Regions from separate parts of the Gasterosteus aculeatus genome. Here region 1 is linked to region 2. The links are chromatin contacts, called in public Hi-C maps. All regions are on one chromosome and are shown on one strand. Each heading gives the region's core, a stretch centred on a gene start, on an enhancer-like site or on the middle of the called end of the contact. The rest is flanking DNA. Distances are from core to core; before and after follow the strand shown. Region 1 holds the start of palm2akap2 (PALM2 and AKAP2 fusion). Region 2 overlaps palm2akap2 (PALM2 and AKAP2 fusion).

Region 1 (2,803 bases), core at 279-2,778, 50 kb before region 2:
ACAAAATATACATACAGGCGAGATAGAAGAAAGACCGAATAGCAATATCAAACACGGGCCGGCAAGGCGAGAAAGAAGAACCTTGGTCTCTGTTTTCACTCCAGGCACTGCTGCTAAGCACTAAGTTTATAGACCAATAAAAAGTCTGCCGAGCTTCTCGTTCGTGTTAGGATCCAGACTAAACGGTTTCTCCCTGTACCACGCTGGCAGCTGGCAGCTGGATTGTTGTCTTCGTCCGGCATGGGCCGCGTCCGACAGTCTAAACACGGTGCCGTCTACCCAACTGCTGCGGCCGTTTATGATATCATATATCCATATGTGTGACATGTGACAGCTGTTCCCCTTTGTCCGTCCACCTCCTACTTGCATGTTTTTCAGACTGCTCCCCTTACGTCCTTTGTGCGGTTTCACTAGTGGTTATGGCACGTGTAAATGGCGGTCTTCTTCGATGCCACCTGACTTAACTTCGCCATGGCCCGTTTGTTGACGAGCACTCATGTCACCAGGCCGCTTAAAATGCAGCCGGGAACGCAGTATTTCAGACGGATTATCATGTTGTAACACAGAATATCCGGTCATGGTCAAATATTTTGGACACGCCAGTCTGTAAAAAGACAGATCATCATTCAGCAGTTAGAATGCAGAATGCACGCTTAGAATGCAAATCTCCCTTGAGGAGATTATCCGTGCAGATTTGTCTACATCCAGCTGCAAAACTCGTGAAGGTTGGCCATCAACATGACAACTCCAACTCCATCTGGAGGATTTGAGTCCCGGAGTGCGCTGCTCCACGAGATGCTGAATGTCCGTGGTGACGTGCGGTGTAGTCACGGTCAAACCAGGATTGGGAAAGGGACTCTACTTTTTGTTTAGATTGTGTGGAAATAAATCAAACAATGACTGGCAGACTTCTTGTAAATCCCGTCCATTCAGTCGACCATCAGCCATACAGGCGTCCATTCCTCGCTGTCCCGTTTAAAGTTGTAGGACATCGCTTTTTTTTTTTTTATAATGATGGAGTGGTTTCTGAGTTTCCCATCTGCCTCTTTAAATGAATCCCTCTCCACTCTCGCAGGGGAAAGGTTCTCAGGGTAGCAGCAGGGACGAGGCGTGTTGGCCACTCCTTTATTATACCGAGACTCCCCCAAGGCTCTATTCCTCTCCGTCTCCCTCTCTTTGGCGTCCTATCCTCCTCCTTCCCTCTCTCATCTCCGTCACACACGACCTCACTCTCCTCACCTGCAAATCCCTCATCCCTTTGTCTCTCTCGTTAACATCATCACCTGGACATTAATACACCAGTGCTTCTCTCTTGTGTTCTCTCTCACACACACACACGCACACACACGCACACACACACGCACACGGACACGCACACACTCTCATCCCATCGCCTCCTGCCGGCAGTGCAGGTCGACGCAGGAGCGGCGGCGGCAGCAGCTGCTCTGACAGATTCTGCAGAGACAAACCCACTGAAAAAGGCAGGAGGAAAGAAGGGAGAAAGGCGGAGGAAAGGGAGGGAGGGAGGGAGGGAGGAGAAGAAGTGGACACAACTCTGTGCGAGAGGACAGCGGAGCAGAAGGCGAGGAGGAAGAGGGGAAGGCGAGCCGAGGGGCGCTGCAGCCATGGCAGACACACCTTTGCAGAGGAACGGCACGGCAACGGCCCCGTAAGTAGTGGCATGTTCTCTTCCTTCCCCTTTTGAAATATTCATTATTATTTCTTATCCATCTCTGCCTCCATCTCCATCCTCGCCTCGCCTGCATCCCTCCACCTCTCGCTCCCCTCCATCTGACAGGGCTGGGTTGCCATGGGAACGGGAGCTCCGTCATGGTGAGGCTGCTGCTCAGTCATGACTGGCGAGGGGACCCGCCGTACATCGTGTGCACTCCTCCCTCCCTCCCTCCCTCTCTTTTCTTTCAGTCACCCTCTCCCTCCCTCTGCAGACCTCCCCACACACATCAGCCCTCCTGGGCTTTACTCGTCCCGCGTGACGTTTCATCTTTCCACCACCTTCTCTCGGTGTCCTCTTGCAGACCTTCTTCATTCACATCCTACCGTGCCTGATGTTAACACCATTCTACGTTATGGAGTGTGCGTGTGTGTGTGTGCATGCGTGCGTGTGTGTGTGTGTGTGCGAGAGTGGCGGTTTTCAGCATAGCCGGTCGCTGTGTTCTAGCACAGTCCGCCATGCGGCAGAATGGTTCTTCCTGTGTGTCTGTGTTTGAATGCGTGTGTGTGTGGGATCGTCGTGCGTCTCTACTGTTATAGAAACGAGTGCCCATGCATTGAAGAATGAAAATGAAATCAAAACTCACTTACTGGCATTTCATCTGTCTTTTAATCAGGACAGCAGACACACCAACCGAACCTGCGTTCGCATTTGTGGCTTATGGGGACAGAATAACAGCAAGACGTGAAGCAAGAAAACACTGGCTATCATGGAACTCTGGTGGAAATGTTGCTGTTCAAACCCCGTCTGATGCTGACTGTCAAGTCTTTGATGACGTGTCCCAAAAGAACAAAATCAGCAGATTTCCAAAGCAATCTGACATTTCCAGACAAGGACTTGTCATTACTCAAAGGCCCAAAGGGAAAACAATAGAAAGAGAAAAAATGACCGTTGTGTATTTTATGAATATTATGTGACAACCCAAGATATCCTAATGAAATAGCATAGCCGTACTGGCCAAACGGAATAATGTAATGTAACCCTACATGTGAGCGATGGCCTTTCAGAGGAAAGAAGTCCCATTTTCCTGCTGCTTTAAGAGATAGTTGCATGCTGTTTGCAGCCTTGCTA
Region 2 (3,025 bases), core at 267-2,766:
GTCAGTTCACCTCAAGGAGAATCAGAAACACACACGGCAATACACACCTCTGACACAAAGACCACACTCACACCGCCATGCACCGCAGCACACACACACACACGCCTTGTATTGTGTGTTGGTGGAGTCGAGTCGCATTGCATATGAGACATTCCTGTACTATAGGTCTGTCTTCCCGAGGCAGTAAAGGGATATCCTCCCCCCTCTGTGCTGTCCTGCCTGCTGGACACACACACACAAACACATTCCTGCCCGCGCAAGCACACACACACACACACACACGCAGCAAACAATGGATCGAACGTAAGAGGGCCGAGGCTCTAGTCTGTGAATGTGTGTAAACACAAGTGACATCTGGTCGTCACATGGTCGCTAACATCATTAACTGGGTGAAAAATCATTTGAGTGTGTGAGAGTGTGAAGAAAACTAAGAGCTCCGAGATGAAAAGGGAACTTTAAACGTCTTTAAAACTTCAATACAGGTCAGTGTCAATCATAGTGCGGCTAAACAAAGAATAAAGTTGACAAAGTGACTAATGGCTAACTGTACTTTTCTGTCAAGGGCTAGTAAAGTTTTCATTTCTAAAGCTTAGCTTTGTCACATATTGATAATAACATTCCCATAACATAAGTACAGCTTCACAGAACTGATAGCATCGCTGCACACACATCGTTACACAGATGATGTATTAGATTAGAGAATAACTGCATCGGTTTATTTTCTCCCTTTCCATGCAGAGTAATAAAAGTAGTCCATACATCGTATCACTGGTAGACTTGTAGATGTGGGAGGCCGTCTTTGAAGAGATTGTGTTATTCTGACTTTCACACCCTTCATGAGAGAGTGGAAGCATGAGTCAGCCGGACCGGTACAAACAGAAACAATAGAGGTTATCACAGGAGTGTGCGGGGGAGAGACAACCGAGAGTAGAGGGTTCCTTCAGTGTAGACAAGACAAGGCTTTTTTTATCCCGCCCCCCCCCCCACCCCGTGTGAGTCCAGTCCAACAGTCCGAGGGAGGAAAAGCAGACGCAGGAGAGGACGCAAAAGAGCAGCCGAGGGGATTCAGAGAGAATTAAGACCAAGAAGTTCAACGGGAGAGAATAGTAGTCGAAGGAAAGAAAATGATCCGGCTTTGAAGCATGACTGCCCACTTTCTGAGCAAAATGTCCCGCTGATTCCTGCAGGAACGCCTCGTGCGGAGGGTTCACCTGGGCGGGATTGTCTGAGAACATCTTTTAATGAGTTGTTAAGTGTACGAGTGGGACCAAAGCAAACACCTCCTCCTCATGAGCCTATGTGCAGTTCACTCCTCAAGTGGTCCTCAATAAATCCCACCCCCCCATACACACACACACACACACACATTCTCTCACGTGTTATAAAGACAGGGGTCAGCAACCCCTCGTGGAAGATACTCGGCCCGAGGCGGTGAAACAGGAAGCCGGTAGAGTGTGTGTTGGTGGGAGTGGGTAAATGTAGCTCCTTGCTATCTGTGGGTGTGGAATGTGTCAGATGGATGGTTCACAAAAGCAGAAGGTCACAGATTTGATCCTAGGATGCACTTGTGTCCACCGGTGTGTCCTTTACTCAGAGTGAAATGTCCACCACAGGCCATCAGTGATTTAATGTCTATGTTATTTTGTATCCCATTCGAACAGTCAAAAAACATTTTAATCCAACAAAATGTTTCGGCATTTCCACCTGCAGCTGTTGAAGCTCAGGATGCCTCTCACCTCTTTTCCCCCTGTAGGATCCTACGTATGCCAGGTATTCAGCTCACCGATTCACGCTTGTGAGGTTATTTGATCCCAAATAGAATCATTTTCCGTTGAATAAAAAGTCGTCTTGTGTTTGTTCGGACAGCAGAGAAGGAGTCGGCGCCCTCTGGTGGTGGAAGCAAGTCGCAGCGCACTCCTGCTGCTGCTTCATTGGTTTCCTATAAACTCAACACACTACTACTGCAATGCAGACCGGCTCGTCCATGTGCGCGACGTGTTTTTAAAACAGGTTCACATCTCTCACTGCTCTCGTTTCCAGAAGTTGTGGCGGGCCGTCGATGATGTCAGTGACGCCGCGCCAAGAGAGCGGGCCTTGAAGAGCGTCAGTTTCCAGGAATCGGTCAGCGTTATCACTGACGGGCCTGCGAGCATGGAAGTGGAGAGCCAGCAGATCCAACATGGCTGCCTCAGCGGCCCCAGAAACCGCGCTCACAATGCAGCGCCTCCTGACGGCGACGGGGTGCAGGTACGCATGAAGTATCTTAATATCCTTTATCGTTTTACAGCAGGAGGAGTTTGACTATCATCATAATGCATCACTTGTCTCTGTCCACAGGAGATCCGCTACTTGGACCAGGTCTTAGACGCCGCCTCAGAAACTCCCACCAACGGAATCTCTCCCCCCTCAGAACACACCGGGCCGATCGCCGTCAACAGGGGCTCCCCCGCCGTCAGCGTGTCCGCCTCCTCTCCCGTCGATCCCCAGTCGATCGCCGTGGAGGGGCGGGGACAGACCACGTTCGTCCACCGGGACGACTTCGCCCCGAGGACCAACGGCCACGGTCAGGGGGAGGAGTCAGGGAGCGGCAGGGCCAAGTTTGAGCTCAGAGCGTTCCAGGAGGAGCGGCGGCCGGCGAAGCTCTTCGTCCCGGGAGAGGAGCAGGAGGTCAGGGTGACGCGGAGACGACCGTCGGGGGAGGTGAGCGGCTGAGCGGATTATGTGTATCTGTATGTGTTGTGGGGAAACAAAAGGGTTAGAAATAAGAGTCCTGAGGAAGGCTGGTGAATGCCAAGACATTACAGCATCTTATCTTAAGTGGTCTCACCAAATGAACAGTGTGAGCTAGTATACATTTGAGTATATTTTTTAATCCAAACACTACATTTAAAGTCAGGCACTTATTATTGCCCTTTGTCACCAAATCTAAACTGCGAAAAAAACAAGCTTCAAATGAAAGATTTATAGTATCAAGTATCTATTTAGTAAACAGAAACTGCCTAAAAGCTGAACCATAAGTTAGCTG

What was found. A called contact is a pair of places that touch in the nucleus more often than the background predicts.
Region 1: a Hi-C map of skeletal muscle shows a contact between it and region 2, with 13 times the contacts expected there. The contact joins the promoter of palm2akap2 here to the enhancer-like site in region 2. A contact is called at or near these places in 3 of 6 Hi-C or Micro-C datasets (skeletal muscle and whole body).

What each region holds. Positions count from the first base shown.
Region 1 is chr14:10,721,416-10,724,218 of fGasAcu3.hap1.1, reverse strand. palm2akap2 (PALM2 and AKAP2 fusion) reads left to right here and starts at 1,528. Exons shown (of 17, transcript XM_078088461.1): 1 at 1,528-1,669. The coding sequence starts at 1,626.
Region 2 is chr14:10,671,387-10,674,411 of fGasAcu3.hap1.1, reverse strand. It overlaps palm2akap2 (PALM2 and AKAP2 fusion), which reads left to right. Exons shown (of 17, transcript XM_078088461.1): 10 at 2,041-2,247; 11 at 2,338-2,700. Among protein-coding and RNA genes, the nearest start is that of slc46a2, 7.9 kb to the right of the region's middle. Within about 2 kb of position 1,516, at least 1 of the 9 cell types and tissues checked has open chromatin away from gene starts, as enhancers often do.